Linked DNA regions of Gasterosteus aculeatus: region 1 is linked to region 2. A link is a contact called in public Hi-C data. All regions are on one chromosome and are shown on one strand. The core of a region is the stretch at or near the end of the contact, and the rest is flanking DNA. Distances in the headings are between cores, read along the strand shown. Region 1 holds the start of hoxc5a (homeobox C5a). Region 2 has its middle 17 kb from the start of hnrnpa1b.

Evidence for each region. Hi-C and Micro-C count contacts between places; a contact is called where the count stands out from the background.
Region 1: a Hi-C map of tail fin shows a contact between it and region 2, with 6 times the contacts expected there. The contact joins the promoter of hoxc5a here to the enhancer-like site in region 2. A contact is called at or near these places in 4 of 6 Hi-C or Micro-C datasets (liver, skeletal muscle and tail fin).

What each region holds. Positions count from the first base shown.
Region 1 is chr2:10,295,656-10,302,343 of fGasAcu3.hap1.1, reverse strand. It overlaps hoxc5a (homeobox C5a), which reads left to right and starts at 4,154. Exons shown (of 2, transcript XM_040193469.2): 1 at 4,154-4,862; 2 at 6,059-6,688. The coding sequence starts at 4,382. The coding sequence ends at 6,267. It overlaps hoxc6a (homeobox C6a), which reads left to right and starts at 1,498. Exons shown (of 2, transcript XM_040193467.2): 1 at 1,498-1,894; 2 at 2,348-3,459. The coding sequence starts at 1,498. The coding sequence ends at 2,655. All of the region lies in intron 2 of LOC120829400 (homeobox protein Hox-C10a), which reads left to right.
Region 2 is chr2:10,236,286-10,242,980 of fGasAcu3.hap1.1, reverse strand. No RefSeq gene overlaps it. Among protein-coding and RNA genes, the nearest start is that of hnrnpa1b, 17 kb to the right of the region's middle. Within about 2 kb of position 3,785, at least 2 of the 9 cell types and tissues checked have open chromatin away from gene starts, as enhancers often do.

The DNA.
Region 1 (6,688 bases), core at 2,905-5,404, 59 kb before region 2:
CTATCAGCTGTACGAAAAGTAATTTAATTGTATTGATTACAGAAAAGTGAGAGCAAGTAAAGCTGTTTTTCTTTTATATTCTTAATGAGCTGCACGTATTAAGCTTGAGAACAGCGCCTCAACACTTGCTACATTTTTGCAGAACACCTCAAGTCATTTCCAAACCCATAATTTGCTGCTGGGGTAATGATTGGTTCCCCTTCCCCGTGTGTGACGGAGGAATGTCGAAGTGTGATCAGGAGGGAAACGACCAACGTCAATCTAAAAGCATACTATTTGTTGTGATTTAACGAGATTGTACCTGAGTGGCTCAACAGGAAAACCGGGCACTGATGGCCGGCGGAGTTTTTTTTCTTCTTCTGTCTGACGTGCGCTGGTCAGTCGCATAACTGATTAGATGTTCATAGAGTGGCCATGGACGCGCTTCTATGGTAGCCAGTTGGGTCAATGCGCGCTGTTATCCCTTTGCTTTATTCCTCCACGTGCTGGGCAGTGCTTTGTTTTCGGAGCCGGGGAGATTGCTCCTCGCGTTGCAAGGCTTTGCTGCAGAGATAGTTGTTGGTGTGCTGGGGAACGTCAAATGTTTTTATTGCCCTCACAGAAGAGAGACCATAAACGCATTCTTACCACCTACACCCTCCCCCAGTTCATTGCAAAAAGCCTTCAAATTGCTCAGATGCTAATTCCTACACAATGGAAACATTAACAGTATGCTGGAAGCGGTCGATATGGCTGAGACTAACAAAAAGAAATGCAAATATTAATTTAGTCCTGATTCAAAGGTGCCGAGCAATCCACCGACCCAGTGGTGTTTTGATTATAAAACTGTGTTTTTGGGGGGAAAAGACACACGCATACAAAATCCTCACCCTCAAACTGACAGAAAATGTATTTTCTTTCTCTTTCGCTCAATTGGTTTGATGATTCCACGCACTCTCTACCGCCTCTGTATTTGTTGTATGTATTTTTAATGCAAATGTTTCGGCTTGGTTTGAATGTGATCACTGTACCGAGTGACATTGCCCACGTCTCATATCATACTTCACTCCCAAACCCCACATGCTGTGAAACTAAAGTAAAACATGTCTCATCCAGCCAGGCTTATAGTGCGCCTCTCCAACTCTCATGGTGTGTTTATCGGCATTTAGCAGTAATGTCCAAGCGCTGAGCTAAAAGCTACAGTTTCTCCTCAACTCCTGCCTTTCGATTGGCGGAGAATGGTCAGCTGACGTTGTCATATTGTCTCTCACCGAGCCAAGCCTCGGCTATAACACTCGGGTTTGTGCGTCTTAACCGGAGATTGGAAATTAATAATATCGAACCCTCAAAGTAGCCCACGTCCAGTTGGAGAAGCAAGAAAGTCGAGGGAAAAAAAGAAGACCTTGGAGAAAGGTGTGGTTGGTTGACACAGACGCGGAGGAGATTTACTGAGAACGAGATTGAAGAGCGACCGATAAAGAAGTGGGGAGAGTTGGAGAGAGGGTTACAAGGCAAGGTATGAATTCGTATTTCGCAAACCCGTCGCTCTCCTGCCATTTGTCCGGTGGTCAAGACGTTTTGCCCAACGTACCCCTAAACTCCACCACCTATGACACAGTCAGACATTTTTCGTCGTACGGCGCTGCCGTGACCCAGAATCGGATATATGCACCGTTCTACTCTCCCCAAGACAATGTCGTGTTTGGGTCTGGCAGGGCACAGTACGAATACGGATCAAACGTGTTTCTTCAAGACAAGGACGTGCTCCCCAGCTGCAGACAAACAAACATGGGACTCAGTACACAAAGCCACATTGCTCAAGAGTACAGTTTGGACCAAGGAAGAGCAGGAGCGCAGGATCAGAAAACCAACATCCCGATTTACCCGTGGATGCAGCGAATGAACTCACACAGCGGTGAGTTTTACTACGACAAATAAATTAAGGAAATGGGCCAGTTTTACGATATGTCTTACCAAGAGAGTAAGTTGCTTTTTATGGCCCCATAAAACATTACTGTATCCCCTTGACTTGTGGATGGGCCTTTACGTGTGCAAACAAACAGCTTTCATATTAAGAAAGATATAGTAGCCATAACCAGCAGCAAGAGACGCGGGGAATGCGTTGTATTTTTTTTATTAATTATTTTTATAATAAAGCTAAGATGCCCTTAGAGAAAGGCTTTGATTAGATGATTTGTGTTCGTGGATTTCTATACGGTTTATGATTCTAACAATGAGGTAAAACTTGTTCTCAACTGCTGCAAAGTGTTATTAGAGCGCAGACCGATGCGTGTGTGTTTTCCAAATGTCAAATATGACTTCGCTTTCCAAGCGATTCAATTAGTGACTTCACTTTGTATTTCAGCAGGAGTGGGCTACGGGACAGACAGACGCAGAGGACGTCAAATATACTCTCGCTACCAAACACTTGAGCTGGAGAAGGAGTTTCATTTCAACCGCTACCTGACCCGGCGCAGACGCATCGAAATCGCAAACGCGCTTTGTTTGACGGAGCGCCAGATCAAAATCTGGTTTCAGAACCGACGTATGAAATGGAAGAAAGAGAGCAACCTGACCTCCACGGTGACTGGAAGTGAACAGACAGGAGCCTCGCCGGAGGAGGAAAGCAATGGCGCAATTGAAGAACAGAAAGAGGAGGACAAGAAAAAAGAATAGCGTAAAAAGAAAAAAACCCAAAGGGGAGAAGACCTGATGACCATTTAAACCCAACATAACTACCTAAAAAATCTGTATGGATTTAAGAGCGACTTCACTGCATGATGACTACCGCAGCTCTCCCACTTATATCCCATATTGACGACAGGAGTGTTGAGCCTTAGAAATCCAGATTATTTCAGACAGAGATTGTCCCCCTGTGACTCTCGGGGTGCCGATTCTGTTTTATTGCAATGTCACACTTGTATTGTGAAAATAAAAATAAGTATTCATTTCTACGTGATTTTTCATGCCAGTAAAATCTGTGTATTTATCCCCCCACACCCCATCCATCACTGTGAACTCTTTGATCACCTCACCAAATACATTGTTGGTCAGACTTAACTCAATGTTGTACATGCACATTCCACCGAGGAAACGGAAGGACGGGCGGGCACTGCATTTCACCTCAGTATTGTAGTAGGCCTAGTTGAATCATTTGCCAAAAAGTGTCCTGCACAAACATGAAACTTGCACGGACTCAGACCACAGTCCACGCACCAACAGCTGTAATGCCTGTAAATAAGTAAAGTAACAATATGCTATGTAAATCCCGTAAGGACGTCTGCGCATTTAGCCGCTTGGGTCGACACTGCATAAAATACAACTGCGCTTGGCCCCCCTTTTTGTTTAGCATTTGACACCACGGGCTCTCACTGCTAAGCAGATTTGTACACTAGTAATTATTCGCTTCTGTTTGGGAGTTACGATTTCATGTTTTGTCATAATTGTGTATCATGTAATAAAGTGTTTGCAAAAATCTCACCCTCGTCTTGTGCTTCAGGGAGCATCACGTCGAGTCAAATGATCGTATAAAGTAAGATGTATTGAATTAGGCAACAACCTGAGTACGGCGATTGTGAAAACTTGTTTGACATGTTATGTGTATCGTGACCATAACGGCCAAAATAGGGTATAAAGCTAAGAGACGAATAAGCTAATAAAGAGATATTTTACACGCTATGCGTTTTAACGATTACAAATCTAACTTGCCATGCTGCATAAGAGCATGGGAATGAGCTATTGTCCTAAACGCGTTCACATAGCTCTGTTTCTATAACTTAACGTCCAAAACATTCAAGTCTCACGTGCATATGTGTGAATATGTTCAAATGAAGTGAGCGCGTCTAATCAGCAGCATAACTATAATAATAATAATAATTATTATTATTATCATCAGTAGTGGTATTACTATTCTTATAATTATAATAATTATGCTATAATATGGGGTTGTTTGTTTGTCCGGGCCAGAGCGCTGTGGACGCTGCTGGCCGTCCTGCCCCATACCAGACACCAGATGACGCTCTTGTCTTACTGTCCTGCCCTTTTTTTGCGCTAAAGATCCCTGCCTGGTCCTCAACAACCAACAGCTCAAAGTTTACCGGACACGTTTCTCCAATTCATCAATGAGAGTATCAACGCCAATTTATGACTGGCCAACATGCGCACGTGATCCCATACAAATACCCCATATTTGGGCAGCGCGCGTCGGATCAAGAATTAAAAAAAGATACCAAAGCCTACTCCACCTATAAATCCTGGAATATTTTTTTAAGGCAGACAGCTTTGCATTTTTCAAAAGCGGCTACAAAGAAACGCAATGATCAACAAAAACAAGGAAATAAGCGCAACAACCAGCCCGCAGCCCGCTGCAGCTTAAAAAAGAAAGTATCGCTGATTGTTGAAAATGAGCTCGTATGTTGACAGCTGCAATCTCAGGCAAACAAGCGAGACAACTTCTCCCAACACAATGTTTAGTTTCGATCTTTCCGGGCGCGCGTCCAGCCGCTTTGAGGGTGTCAATGTGAGCGGGATATTTACTTGTCCCGTCCCCACGACCTCCGCCGAACGGGAGGAGGTGAAAAGTAGCCTGCGTGGCAACGCGGATACTCCTCTGCCGCCGGGACCACAGATAACCATGGTCTCCGGCAGCTCGTCGGAGAACGCGAGCGCCTTCGGCTACGGCGGCGGCACGCTGCTGGGACTCGGGGCACAAGGAGACGCGGAGAGGGGCGCGAAATCCGGCGGAAACCAGAGCCAAGAGGGCGAGAGGGACGCGGTGAACGCGCAGGCGGTGAAACGACACAGCGCGAGTGCGAGCCAGCTTCAGGACAGCGAGCAGCAGCCACAGATTTATCCATGGATGACAAAACTGCACATGAGCCACGGTAAAGTTTGCCCCCTTTTTTTTCTTCCTAAAGTGTGACTAAAATGCTTCCCCTTAGTCTCTCTTTGCGCTGCTACACTTCTTTTTGCCCGTTCCGGTTTTCCTCTTGAGTTTTATAGGCCAAACGCAGGAAATAATAAAAACTCGTGGTCATAAATTTTATGACAAAGGCATCCATTGCTCGTAAACCTGCTCTGTTACGGCGAAGGGGTGATCTGCGGGGTGATTTATGGTGGTATAATTGGATAAGAGAAGAGAATTGTGATAAAACTATGAAATAATATTCACAAATTCAGCTCTTAGTATTAGTTTTTGCCTTGCACACTTTATAGTCGCAGTTAATGTTTTACATTATCAGACTCACTGTGTGGGAGCGGCTTTAGCCTTAAATTGAACTCTGGGAGACATCAATGCCCTGACCCAATCGTGAACTTTTCACCTCTAAAATATTTGAATAGTCGTGCTCCTTCCCCGCGCCTTAAACCCACTGGTTGACTATTTAGGGGCCAGATGGACGGTGAGCACAATTGCTGCAAAAAAAAGGAAGCTACTTCTGTTTTGCGTTCCTCCATTTGCAAACATCCTGGAGCAGTTTAAGATATTCAAGTCCAATAGCAACTAAGGCCTGTTGCTTAGCACGCCTTAATGTTTGGCTAAATATGAAACATGTGTATAAATATATACATATATATGAGAACAAACCATGGGGGAAAAAAATCCGGTTTAATGTTCTGATCCCTTTTCCTTTAGATTATTCACATTGTTTTTCCTTCCACTGCAGCAGTAGGCTGAGGTCAGTCTCTACAGGAAGGACACCACATTAGGCCCTGTTAGTTATCCAGTCTCACATATTACAATGAGAAGCGTTTGGTGACTGTATTTTACATGTTGTATGTGAAAGAATGTAATGTAAATTTATTACACTATCTTTATCAGCCTGACATCATTTTTATTACACAAATCCACTGTAAGTCAAATCTGATTAAATTCGGTTGTATTAAGATATTTTACCTTTTGCATGAGGAAGGGTATTTCATTAATTAAATTCAACAATTGTATATTATATGTATGCTTGTAACTATTATTTTATGGATGACCAATCTTTATGCAAATGTCATAATAGTATTATCCCATAGTAGTATATGTATTCACCACTATAATGCTGCTGAAAGCTAACTGATTTTAATGCCACTTCAGAATCGGAGGGTAAACGTTCCAGGACCAGTTACACCCGCTACCAGACTCTGGAGCTGGAGAAAGAGTTTCACTTCAACCGCTACCTGAGCCGCCGCAGGCGCGTAGAGATCGCCCACACCCTGTGTCTAAACGAGAGGCAGATCAAAATCTGGTTCCAGAACAGACGAATGAAGTGGAAGAAGGACTCAAAGGTCAAAGTGAAGGAATAAAAGGGGACCAGAGGGTGGGTGCATGCAGCACGTTTTCATCCCCACGCTGCAACAGTGCTGGAGTGCCGCCTGACCTCCGGATGAACTGCTAGGAGCAATGACATCATGACACCGCGCCGTGCGCTTCATCACCAATTATGTGTCACTTGCTGCGGTTTGGGACCTAACGTATTGAATATCCCTCACGTTGATCAATCGGTTTACATTTCTAAATTAATTTGGTGCCCATGCGATGATAACCTCACTTTGCTGCACGAAGAGGACAAGAGGTTGAGGGGGGGGGGGGGTGCCCAATTCTGCACTGCGCTGCGAGTCTGCACAATGCTCAGCGTTCTTAATTTGGATGACGACGGTGGAGGCGGTCTGATAGCGTGCGACATTTCCAACTCTGTCTCCACATCATCTGATAAAAAATGTATGC
Region 2 (6,695 bases), core at 2,536-5,035:
CCACCTGTAGTGTTAGAACCTGTGATAATACACTATCATCAACCCTTCTGCCGAATTGAGACACAAAATCCCCCTCTACTGTCTGAGATCAGCGCCACATTTTCATCGGAGAGCAAAGCAGCTCTATACTGTGAGGATAACAGTACCCCCTAGCGCCGAAAGTCTGCCACTGCACCCTGAAATTCAAGGGTATGAGTGACTGCCAAAATGCAAGCACGCTATCTATCTCCATCCTGAACACATTGCGGTCCGTACAGTAGCTATGGAAGACAGATTCTAACACTGCCTATTCCATCTGATACACAAAATCTGTCAGCACAATCAGATGCGTAATTTCCATCCATCTTTGTCATTGTCATCGGGTAGAGAAGAGTGCAGGAGCCAGTGCTGAAGACCTGAAGCCCACACGCTGCCCGAGAGGGCCTAGCAGAGGGTGTATGTTTGTTCACACATAAACACACACGCTCAGGGCGCTATGCAGACACCGTTACACATCCCTCTCTTTCTGCTGCATATCTCTCTTTTCCTGCCTGCTCTCCAAATGTCGTGTCCTCTTTGTCACCCCGTTCCTCTGCTGCGCTCCGCTCGGTTCCCCCGCCCGGAGACTTGTCACAGCCCCTAACCGCATCAAGAGCACTGCTAGATTGGATATACACGATCTGTCCATCCATCAATGAGGAGAGAGAAAGAGAGAGAATTGGGATGGAGTGCCACAAACAAAGAAAAGAAACAGAATTCAAAATGATGATATTATATTATATATATCATAGTAAAATGGATCTTAAACAACACATGCAAAGATTCACTTGGAAGAAAAATGAATACTCAGTAAGTGTGTTTCTGTAGTTGTCTTTGGTAAGTAATGTGATTACTGAAAATGTACTTCTGGGAGAAGTGGATTGCCCGTGTTGGCCCTGAAAAGCTTCTTCATCTGTGTCGCTGTCCCCCCCGTCATCTGTCTCACACTGAAGGTGAAGCGGATGATGCTGAATCACCTCTATAGTCTCTTTTTTTCCTCCTTGCGTCATCTGAGCTGAATGAGATCACGTGTGTGGTGATCCGTGTAATATTGGGTCTCAACGTGAGCACATATAGTTTAAACCTCTGAGAGCTGAGCTCACAGTTAGCTCAACAAATCTTCCCTGCAGGTGTTTCCAGTCCGGCGAGATGATTCCCTGTTGCAGAACCGTGCTAATCAAGCAAAGAAAAAGATCTGAAATGTGAGACATTTTGGGAAGTTTGTTTCAGAAGTCTGCCCGGAGGTTGCCTCTGCATTTTGCATCTGAGACAACTATTCATGTTTGTCATATCATATGTTGATGATTAAATTGTGACATTATATGCGATAATAGACTATTAAGGATGTCTACCATTAATGCCAAGCTGCATGAGAACAATAATTCTGGAGATACTACCCAGCCATCTGTAAGAGTGTGGTTGGAAATGACCAACATTCTTTTTATTCAGCTGTCAAATAAATGCATCTAAATGCAAAACACAACATCTGACGGCAATAAAAACAGCACTGCTCCACGTATTTCCACAATCTGTCATATATTTGTTTGATGTTGAATATACAGTACAAGGAGGGTTCAATCTGAGGTTGCCCCAGCACTCCATGGTTTTATCTGGTGATATTCATCTATGTCGGCTCCTCTATCTTTTCCATACATTTCCAGGTGATGCGATATCACAAGCACATCTGTACATCTCCTCCTTCTCTCCCCTCCGTTTCCATCTTGCTCTCCTTATTCTCTCCCCCCAATCTCGTCCCCTCTCTCCCCTCCCTCTGTTTTTCCTCCCACCTGCCTTCTTCTATCTTTCCTTCCATTTTCACACTGACGCCCCCACCTCTTCCCCCCACGCCTCTCTCTCCCTCCATCTCTCCCCCATTCCCTCTGTCCACTCTCGGCTCGCGCTCTCTCTCTCTCTCTCCGCCGTGCTCTGATGAATTGCCTTCCCCTCCCAGTGAACTCGACCGATAATCCTGGGGAAGCAGTAAAAGATCATCGATCAGCCCTGCAGACAGGCCCACAAGCCACAGCACATGAACAACACCCTAACAAAAAGCCTCTGCACTTGGCACTGGGTATAGATGTGTGCATGTATATGCACGTGTGTGTGCATGCGTGCTTGTGAGCATGATAGACTGCCTATTTGCACGTTTTATGCATGCATGTAGAAAGTTGGACACAACGCGTGAGTTGGAGAGCGTCTGTCACCGCTGGTCGTGTTTCATTTGCTATGTTTAACTGCATGTGTCACCGGCGTGCTAAGCATACATCCAAGACTTCCCTCGGCTCGTCCTGTTTCTTCACGTGATCCGCCCCCATCGCTGTGTGTCATCTACTTGGAATGTGTAACGTGCATGTTTGTATGAGTTTGTCTCTCGAGTGTGTAGGATTTTCAGCGTGTCTGTAAAGTATTTGTATATGTATGCAGCACACACAGAGGCCATAAATCACCTGGCATTCTCCAGGCTCATCCTGAAGCAGAGGGGTATAGAGAAAGCACACGATCTTGGGCAAAGCTTCATGGCTATGAAATTGACCAATTGATTGATTGAAACAATTAATTTTGCACCATGCTTTTACGGCTGTGAAGCCAAGCAATCATTAGTTTGCTACAACCAAGTGAGGACGGCCGTATTGTTTTATAATTTCCACTGAAACATAGCAAAGCATCAGCTACTGCTCCAGGCTCAGGATAATGATATGCTAATGGTTTAAGTTATATGACATGACATGATAGTTTGGCTGTACAGAGTCATGTATGAAGTACATTCATCTACATCCTCCATTTTGCACACACAAAAAAGGCAGCTTGAGCTGTTCAAGCACATGGCAGCCAATAGTCATTTTTCTATCCCCTTAAATATGACAAATGGACAACTGCTTCTATTGAATCCCATTCTTTACATGCCGTATTACAACGCACTGCTGTTCGCCAGTGTGGAGGGGTTTGACCATAAAAAGCCAGTTGCTTGGAAAATAAATCTCCCCTTGGACATCCAATGAAGTGTATTTCATTGAGGAGGCTCGCCGTTCATATTTATCTCCCGTTTTTATTTGGGAACTGTTTTTGAGTTGTCCTTCACTGCCTTTCTCTCTGCTGCCTTTGTCCCTAATGTACTGGCAAGGCTGACTTCATTAAGCCCTGTATGTGGCAAACGCATTTATGTCCTATTTAGATGTTCCCTATTTCATTTTGCCGTGATACACCACAGCACTGCCACCAAGGCGGAAAATAAAGCGCCCATCATGCTTGGAGCCATTTGCAATTTGTGAGCAAGGTGACACCTTGTGGTCAAAACGAAGGACTGCTGCCTCCTCTGAGATCCAGCAGACACCAAAGGAGGGCCGGCGGAAACACTGTCTCAACCATATCCTGCAATTATCGGATATTTCAAACTGGGACTAGGAACCCTGCGCGGAACAACATCATACGTCTCAAAAGACACCTGCAACCGGCATCTGAGGCATTTCCAGGCCGTGATTCTTCTAATACTTGGGTTAATGTGAGGGTGTGTGTGTGTGTGCAGGTACCTGTGTCACTGTGTGGGGTTGTTTTGTGTTTTTTTTTAGCATGAAACACCATCACGGACATTGACAGATCACAGGGGAATGTTCAATTGCAGGTTGCTGCGTCCTGCTGTCATAGGGTCCATCTGTCACGAGGCAAGGCTAGCTGGAAGGCAGGAGGGGGCAGGACTGAGGGGCGTCACTTCCCCCCATAGATGATGATCACACCGGGGCTACTGCCAAGCCGGTTGCTGGCCCTGTCTTGCTCCTGCGGTTCCTTGGAATTCTTGTCTTTCTCACTCAGTTTACAGCTTTGATCAAGTACGCTGCAGACACCAGTGGAGCAGGGATTTTCCCACTCGACTGCAGAACAGTGTCTATGTCTCGATCTTTTGGCCACGTTGTTGTGTTGGCTACGCCCAATCTTTGTTCAGATTTATTTAGCGGGTCAAGGGGTTATTTTGGTTGTGGAGACATGTCAAGCCCCAAATACCACAGACACAGATGAGTCAGTGCAGTGATCTCAACAGGTTTTGCCTTTCAATTGTTGACTTCCTCATGCTTCCTCTCTGCTTTGTGTCCCCCCCCCCACTGTGAAAATCTGCTGTTGTCACGATGACACAAGGCCGCACTTTCACAAGTGCGCCCTCTACAGTCGAGGCTGGGAAGTGCCCTTGTTGTTACATGAGAAAACAAACAGGAAAACAAACAGGAAGGCAGATTACAGCCCAGCAGTCATCTATCTGTCAAACATTTGACAGGAACATAGCACAGCCAAATATATGACTCCTCCATAAATCACAGCATCTCACTCTAACTAGCCTGTCTGGTGTGAGTAATTAGTAGTATCATGCAGAAGCATTTTCAGCATCCCGAAATACCATTAGATCATTTTACTCTTGATTTTCAGTCACTTTTCCCTAAAACCCACACACTCAAATAGCCAAATGTTCCTTAAAATTATCTGCATAAAACTGATTTAGGGGGCACTCAGGAAATCGATCATGCAACAGAATCGTTTAATGTTTCAGGAAGAGCATTATGATTTGTGGATGTTGAAACAGAGTTCATATTCCACATTTACAGCTTAGAAAGAGAACGTTGTATTTTCACGGTGAGCTCTAACTGCCTTCTACCCCCTTGCAGCAGTCCCACCCCGAGAGCTGCATTGCTATTGCAGATGCTTTATGACGGGCAATTTAGCTTCAGCTGCTATCTGAGCCATCTCAGGAATGGACGCGCTTAGAATCAAGTGCAATAAAGCAGAGAGGGAGTTGGCGAAAAAAGAAAGGGAGGGTGCGTGTGTGTGCGTGTGTGTGTGTGTGTGTGTGTGTGAGGGTGTTGGGGGGGGGTAAAGATAGACAACAAGCTTGTCTGGACAGCCCTTCTGGACAAAAGGTTTGGGGGCAGGGTCCCCTCCCACATACACAAATACAAACAGTGGTTTCCCAGGCACTCGGCTAGACAAGAAAGAAGAAGCATACCTGTTTATTTTCACAGGAACTTCCAAACAACGGCAGGCGGGCGAGTGAACGTGCGCGCATGCTGCCCTTTTATTTGTAAATGTATAATCTAAAAGTCTACATTTGCGTGTGAGTGAGAGAGAAACGCTCGGTCCTCCGCCGTGGCCGAGGCTTTGTTGAGTCTGCTGAGCTCCAGGAAATCTCCTGAGGCGGGGAGACAGATTTACACCCTTCCCCCTGAGAGGGCTTTACAGCCTGGGACCCAGCGGAGCAATGCAAGGGCCAAGAGCGCCGAGCGAAGAGCAGGGTGATGAGACAGAGAGGGAGAGAGGAGAGGAGAAGAGACCAGGGAAGGATAAAAGGAGAGGGGAGACGGCGGGTGAAATACGGCAGAGATTCAGATGGATGGTCGGGGGGGACGAGGATATCGATGGAATGCAAAATGGCCGCGTTTTCGTTTGACGCCTCTCGCCTCCACTCACATGCACTCTTCTCTTGTATCTCGTGTCTCTCGCTCTCAATTTATCCCTACTGCTCCGACACACACATGCGTACACACACATGCACAAAGAGAGGCCATAAATCTGTCACTGAGTGCTGCTGGGATAAAGACACCTAAGACAGGCCTTTGCTGTGTTTGGAGAGAATGCAGATGTACCTGCCTCCAGCACATCATCCTCTGTCCCTCTTCCTCTCTCTCATTCTCCTCTTCTCCGCCCCTTAGTTTTATCCTTCCGATCTCCCTCCAGAGTTTTCTGTCTCATGTTCTTAACCCCTTTCAACCTTAACTCGTCTCATCTCTCCTCCACTCCCTTATCCCTCGGTCTCACTTTAAGGATTGACACTGTTCCTCTTGGGGGTGGGGGGGTGGGGGGACAAATCGTCAGCCCATTCCCATGCCATTGTTTTGTGTCAAGGCCATGCTAGAGGATGCACAATGGTGCAAAACAGAAGCGGAGACGTGGTTAAACTAAGGCGGCACCTTGTAGGGGAATAATGGTAACCAATACAGGGTCTATTCAACCTGTTTGCTGCAGTTCTTATGTCTACAAGTCCGTATCTGTCATCCAGTGACAGCTCTAACTACCTGCTGAGTGGTATCTGATGTTCTCAGACGGGCCACATCGCAGCTATCCACTTCTACATGATATGTCTGAGATAAAGACAGAAAAGGGGGCATCACAAATGAAGCTGAAAAAGTCTTGAGTAGGTGTCATGTTTGCTCATAGTGTAGAACGGCGACGGCAGGTGTAGGTTTTGAGGGGGTCTATGAAAAAGGACTTTGTTTGTCAGAGAGCATAATAACTATAACTAGAGCTAATGTTTCAACCCATTATGGCCTCTGGCAAAAACCGACCTACGAACACACACGTTTACCCTCGCGTTTGTGGAAAAGACGCAGTAACACGTCAGGACATTATCACAACCTGGCCTTGTGTAGTCCCCCAGAAAAACAAGGCCTCAAACACAGGCACACACGCATAAACACACACCACCCAAACAGACGTGGCCTGCATGACCTGATTTACAGCGAAGTAAACGGCTTAAGCCGCACATCTCACTCCAACACCTAAACACCTGACAGGCCTCTCATAAATAAGGCTGGCCAGCGACTCCTACATAATTTACACCTTGGCTATCTCCTACGCTAACATGTAACAGGTCTCCACTCCATATTTCACTACTCGGAGCTCACCACTCACTGGGAAAG